Linked DNA regions of Triticum aestivum: region 1 is linked to region 2. Evidence: chromatin contacts called from public Hi-C data. All regions are on one chromosome and are shown on one strand. Each heading gives the region's core, a stretch centred on a gene start, on an enhancer-like site or on the middle of the called end of the contact. The rest is flanking DNA. Distances are from core to core; before and after follow the strand shown. Region 1 has its middle 75 kb from the start of LOC123052163. Region 2 overlaps LOC123052162 (phosphatidylinositol glycan anchor biosynthesis class U protein).

The links. A called contact is a pair of places that touch in the nucleus more often than the background predicts.
Region 1: a Hi-C map of leaf shows a contact between it and region 2, with 4 times the contacts expected there. The contact joins two enhancer-like sites. A contact is called at or near these places in 1 of 5 Hi-C or Micro-C datasets (leaf) and 1 of 1 datasets of contacts at active chromatin or transcription factors (leaf).

What each region holds. Positions count from the first base shown.
Region 1 is chr2D:131,202,926-131,205,625 of IWGSC CS RefSeq v2.1, forward strand. No RefSeq gene overlaps it. Among protein-coding and RNA genes, the nearest start is that of LOC123052163, 75 kb to the right of the region's middle. Within about 2 kb of position 1,271, at least 8 of the 8 cell types and tissues checked have an H3K27ac peak or open chromatin away from gene starts, as enhancers often do. A contact at or near this core is called in leaf, where this site is marked.
Region 2 is chr2D:130,776,664-130,779,363 of IWGSC CS RefSeq v2.1, forward strand. It overlaps LOC123052162 (phosphatidylinositol glycan anchor biosynthesis class U protein), which reads left to right. Exons shown (of 15, transcript XM_044475265.1): 15 at 1-152. Among protein-coding and RNA genes, the nearest start is that of LOC123052162, 11 kb to the left of the region's middle. Within about 2 kb of position 1,423, at least 7 of the 8 cell types and tissues checked have an H3K27ac peak or open chromatin away from gene starts, as enhancers often do. A contact at or near this core is called in leaf, where this site is marked.

The DNA.
Region 1 (2,700 bases), core at 21-2,520, 430 kb after region 2:
CATCGTACAAAATCGATATCCCCAAGATCCTGCTCCCCGCCTCGCGGATTTGCCGGATCCCCTGCGAACGAGCCGCGTGTGGCTGTGGCTCTCCGTCGAGGTCCGGCAATTATTGGCTAGTCGCTGGTCAGCTCTGATGGCTGCGTGCCGGGTTTCGACGGATCATTTGTGAGCACGGATGCTTTAGACTGTTCTTCAGAGACACATCTTGGCTGGCTATACTTTCTACCTAGCTGCTTGAGCTAAGCGTCCTTATTACGGTTGAGATGTAGCACTAAGAAGCTACATGTAGTTGTAGAGATGAGCGTGTGTCTGTTCAGTACTGTCTGCATTTTCACCTTGTTATTGCAGCGCTGCAGGCACAGTGTATTCGAAATCATCCGTATACCTGCGCGGCATCGAACATAAAGATCACCGGAAAAATTGACTGTCAGTACGTGTTGAGCTGTTCCAGTACTAGCATGATTACAAACAAGTACTAAGTACTCCCTCCATTCCAAAATGTAGTGCTTCCTCTATCTCCGTGCTTCAACTTTAACCGTAAATTTAACTATCAAGACCGATTGCGGCGGGAGCAAAAATTATATCAGCGAATTCGTATTCGAAAGAAGTTTTTAATTATGTAATTTTTCACCCGCCGCAGTCGGTCTCGTTTGTGAAATTTATGGTCAAAGTTCGACCTCGGAAAACGCGGGCGCACTAGATTTTGAAATGGGGGGAGTACAACACAGATGGAATCCAGGAAAGAGATAACTACAGCGAACCCAGAGGTTTACACATGGAGGCCGGGACCTCATACGACTATCTGTCTGTCGCCCACCCAGGCAACTCTTCCCGGCATACCCACAGCCAGCTGGCCACAGAGGATCCCTGACCCTCGCACCGGAAGACCACAAGCAAACGCTATCCGGCATCCACTTGTGGGCGGTTGGCCCCACCAAGGAGGACAGGCAGGCGCCCATCTCCGCCGTCCGTTCGCCCCCTCCGGGCCTTTCCCCCGACACGTGGATCTCCGCGCCGGTACGTCGCCGTCGCCCCCACCCGGGGGTGACGTGTCCGCCCACCGCAGACCCCGCGACAACACCCCACCTGCGCGCTTACCTCACCGCAGAATCACCCACGCGCCTCGTACCGCACGCGTGGCGCCGACCGGCGGGCCCAGGCCCGCGTGGCCCCGCGTGTCAGCCGCCGCGGGTGGGTCTCGAGGGACGAAAAGGGAGGGGGAGGGCGCGACGGCAAAGCTGGCCTGCGTGTGGGGCGGTGAGCTGTCGTGGGGCCCGCGGGGGGAGGAGGGAGGCCGCACGTGGCGCGCGATGCGGCGGCCTCACGCACACGTACCCGTACCGCCCGCCCGCCCGCGGGCTTTAAAAGCGGACGGGTGCGCGGGGGGCGACGTGTCGCTGCGGCGTAGGCCCTCGGGGGTGGGACCCGCGGGGCGCGGCAAGTTGCAGCGGCTGTTTGTTGGGTGCCAGTTGCTGCCTGCTGGGTGCCCCTACAGGGTCGCGGAGAGCTACCCTCATCGCGTGGGGCCTCCAGCCGAGCCGAGGCGAGCCGGCTCGGGGATGCTTTTTGATCTTGGTGTAGCTCGGCTTGGCGGCTTCGAGCTGGGAGAAACGAACGAGGTTACTGGATTGGCGCCGTGTTCCTTTTAACGGAGTATGTTAATGCACTTGATTGGTGCCGTAGGAAATACTAGTACCTGGTACCGTGGGGCTCTTGTCTGTGTCATGAATGGTTCACGCACAAATTGTGGATTTTCGGATAACGTCGTGCCGGTTCATGCTAGACTTGATAGATATATATCATTGAAATATAAAATTCTTGAATTTCTCACCATACATTAATCAAATTATCATGAGATAACATTCATTTTTGCTTTGCTCCAAAATGTGCTTGTTTAACAAGAGATGGGTCGCGAAGGACCCGGAACAGTCTTATAGATATTGCATTGCAGTTGCAAAATTACTACTCAATCCAGACACTTTGCAAAAAAAACACTATGCGAGAAGAAGATTGCAATGTGCTTCACAGTCATCAACAAGTTTTTCACACCTGATCGAGCTCGCCATCGCCAGGGGCAGAACAACTTGGATTGGGGGATCGTCGTCGGTCCGTCGCCAACATAAGCCACACGAAGAAGAAGCAAACGTTGAGTCACAACTACACATGGCCTTTCCTTTCGGTATATTGGCCGGGAGGAAAATAGTTGCCATTCAGCTAGAACAGTCCGCATGGGAGCAATCAGAGATGCTACAAAACACCGCTCAAAAGAAGCGCGTGATAGAGCAACAATAGGTGCTTTGGATTAGACGTCAGCAACCCATCTCCGACGTGATGATGGACTCGGGGAGGATGGAAACAAGTGCACCTTGGCCTCCTTGGCGGCTGAAGAAACATGAAACAAACGCCTTCACAATCACCAGATCCCATTGAAAGTGTAATCATGCCCTTAATCATGTTTTTGATGTTGATGACAATATTCATATAGGTTATTAGTCCCTTTGCCATCATTGTGTAGGGATCATGGACCTACCAGGATATATATGACTAAAAAAACGGAGTATCTTGAGTTATAGGGATCCTGCACTATTAAGAGGGGATCAAAGGGGTCCGTTGAAGATTTGCTCGAGTCAATATCTTTCCATGCACATCCTACACATACACAACCCCAAAAGTGTGTAAGCCAAAATCCAGCCACCA
Region 2 (2,700 bases), core at 173-2,672:
AGGATTAGAGAAAGAATATATGTTTCTCCCTCGAAGCTAACTATAGTCTGGCACTGAATTTCTCCATGGATCCCTTGATTATTGCCTTGACTGATCTTGGTGAAATTTATCGCTGGTAGTAATCAGCTTGTCAGGTAGCCTTTGGATGCTTCTGCTTTCGTTGTCAAGCCTATTTTCTTTCATGTTGGTAAAGCCGAGGTCATTGTCAGTCACACGTTGCAGTTTCTTACTCCCTATGTACTGCAAACCAATTGTCAGAGATGTTCGTGGCACAGAAACCTTTGAACTGCAACAGAATTTCCTTCCGATCCCAGATAGTAAGTTGAGTTGTTGATAACTGATCGAGCATACTATACCTATTTATTTTGCGTTAATTGTAGTTATTTTCGAGCTTAATTTAGGCTTACCTGTAACCTCATGCGATGATTTTGTCCATATGCTCCAGTTTGTGTGCGTGTTACTCGTGTGCCATGTTGGTTGGTAAATGAAAGACGGGTAGCTTTGTTTGATGTTGATTTCTATGGGCTGACACACGTTTGGGTCTGTCTTTGATACATTCTTTTCTACTAGTCTGTAATCTTGTGACTCCAGCAATTGCATTTGTGTTTTTGAGCTCCTTTTCAGTTGACTAATGCTTACGTAGGTAATCCCTAAAGTCACCTTTGTAGCTAGCGTCATCAGAGCATGAGTACAGCTATACGATGTTGTCACATCATCTATAGCCAATCTTATAGCTATATTTTAGATAGAGAGTAGACGTAATAAAGCTTGTTTGGTGTTGTACTCCCTCCGCCCGGAAATACTTGTCATCAAAATGGATAAAAGGGGATGTATCTAGACGTATTTTAATTCTAGATCCATCTCTTTTTATCCATTTTGATGACAAGTATTTTCGGACGGAGGGAGTAGATATTAAGTATATTTTCTGCTCCCTCTGTTCCATAATGTAAGATGTTTTTGCGAGCTAACATAGCTTGCAAAGACGTCTTATATTGTGGGACGGAGGGAATAGTATAATAAATATAATCAACCTTGAAAATGTCACCACCTAACGAGCTTGGACCGGCAAAGAATCCATTGGCAGCGGCGGCCAGGGTCTGCTCGCGGGGAGCGACGTTTCCACATTCGCTACCAGGCAGAATCCATTGACTCAAACCTGTGGGAAAATCGTATAATATGTGCCTTTTATGAACCCGAGCACACTTTTACCGGATAAGCGAGGCGCTCTTTTCTTTCAGCGAGGCGCTGAAACCTCACTCTCGCGGCCTGCGTGAGTGGATGCTTCCCCATCCACCCATGTGTCCAAGAGGAGTTGTTGTCGTGCAAGTTACATCCACTTTCTCCGTGCGGCGTCCACCCATTCCCCATCCCAGCCATGATTCCCTCCGTCCCCCTCGGGCGACACATGTTCCCAGTTAACCCCGTGGATGGCTACGTTCGTTCGTCCGATCCTTCCCGGTCACGCCATGCCGATATTTCCTGGATTCTCCTGACCGGCAGGCGCCACGCTCCTTCCCCACGCGCCCCTTTCCTTTGGTCTTTGTCCGAATTTTTCTAGAGCGTGCTACACCGTGCCGTCGACGTGTGGCCACTCCATCGACCATTTGGTTCATGCATCCTCATGGCAGAAAAATAATAAGAAAAAAAAAAGGAGGAAGGAACAAACCTACGTACTACACAGTACACACTCATAACTTCATAAGGCTCTGAACCGTCCATCATGCATCATGTGCGAATGGGCTGCATGCACAAGACTACAATAATGGCTGATGAGCACTCGTGTTCCGTTTTCTACATGCTAGCACGAGACGGAGCCACAAGTTGCGCCTACAATATTCGCCGGGGGAGAGGTTCATGCACGGCGTGGGCCGGGGACACACGGCGCCGGCCGACCCCGACGCCGATTTGGCTGGCGTCGTGGAGGTGGTGGCCTGGTCTGGTCTGGTCGGTGGATAACATAAACTACTTGTCAAGTGGCGGTACAACAAGTACATGGATATTTGGGTGAGAGCATGAGGCGATGTGAAATGAGAGGAGAGGGTGGCCTGATTGATTTCTGGCGGCGAGCAAGTTGGCCAAATTGAGAGGCGCCCAGTATGGCCTCGTGGACCTTTCTGCGCTTTTACACGTCCCCTGTCTGCTGCTAGTTGCTCTTGCTTCCTTCCTTTCATTTTTTTTTCCTTTGCCTTGGACAGGCAGGCCCACGAGAAATTCCCTTGCGCATGCATGTGCCTGCGCTTTTACCACATGCAGCTGCATATTCCCGTTAGCACCTTCTGGTTAAAAGGACATTTGAGGGGAGATTGTTCCCGGAATACCTCCTGTGTTAGAGATAAGTGCAGAATTAGTTCCCTCTGACAGGTTATCATCATGAAATCATCACTGTACCCCCGCAAAAAAAAAATCATCACTGTACGCGGGGGTATAGCATGGACGTAATGGGATGACGTCGCTATATATATGGTCGGTGGTAATTGCCCGTACGACTAACGACACTAGGGGGAGTCGTGCCGGTTAAAATAATAGAAGAAATAAAAAATACTACTAGTGCATTAGATTGAACCTTTCCGGAAAAGTAGATTCACGAGGCGAGAGGAGTAATTTAGCCCAGGATTAAAAAATTAGCCGGTGTCAATTCAAACTAACTTCAAAATAGGTAAATTTTCCTGACATACAATCTATTAAATATCAAGTTGTTTC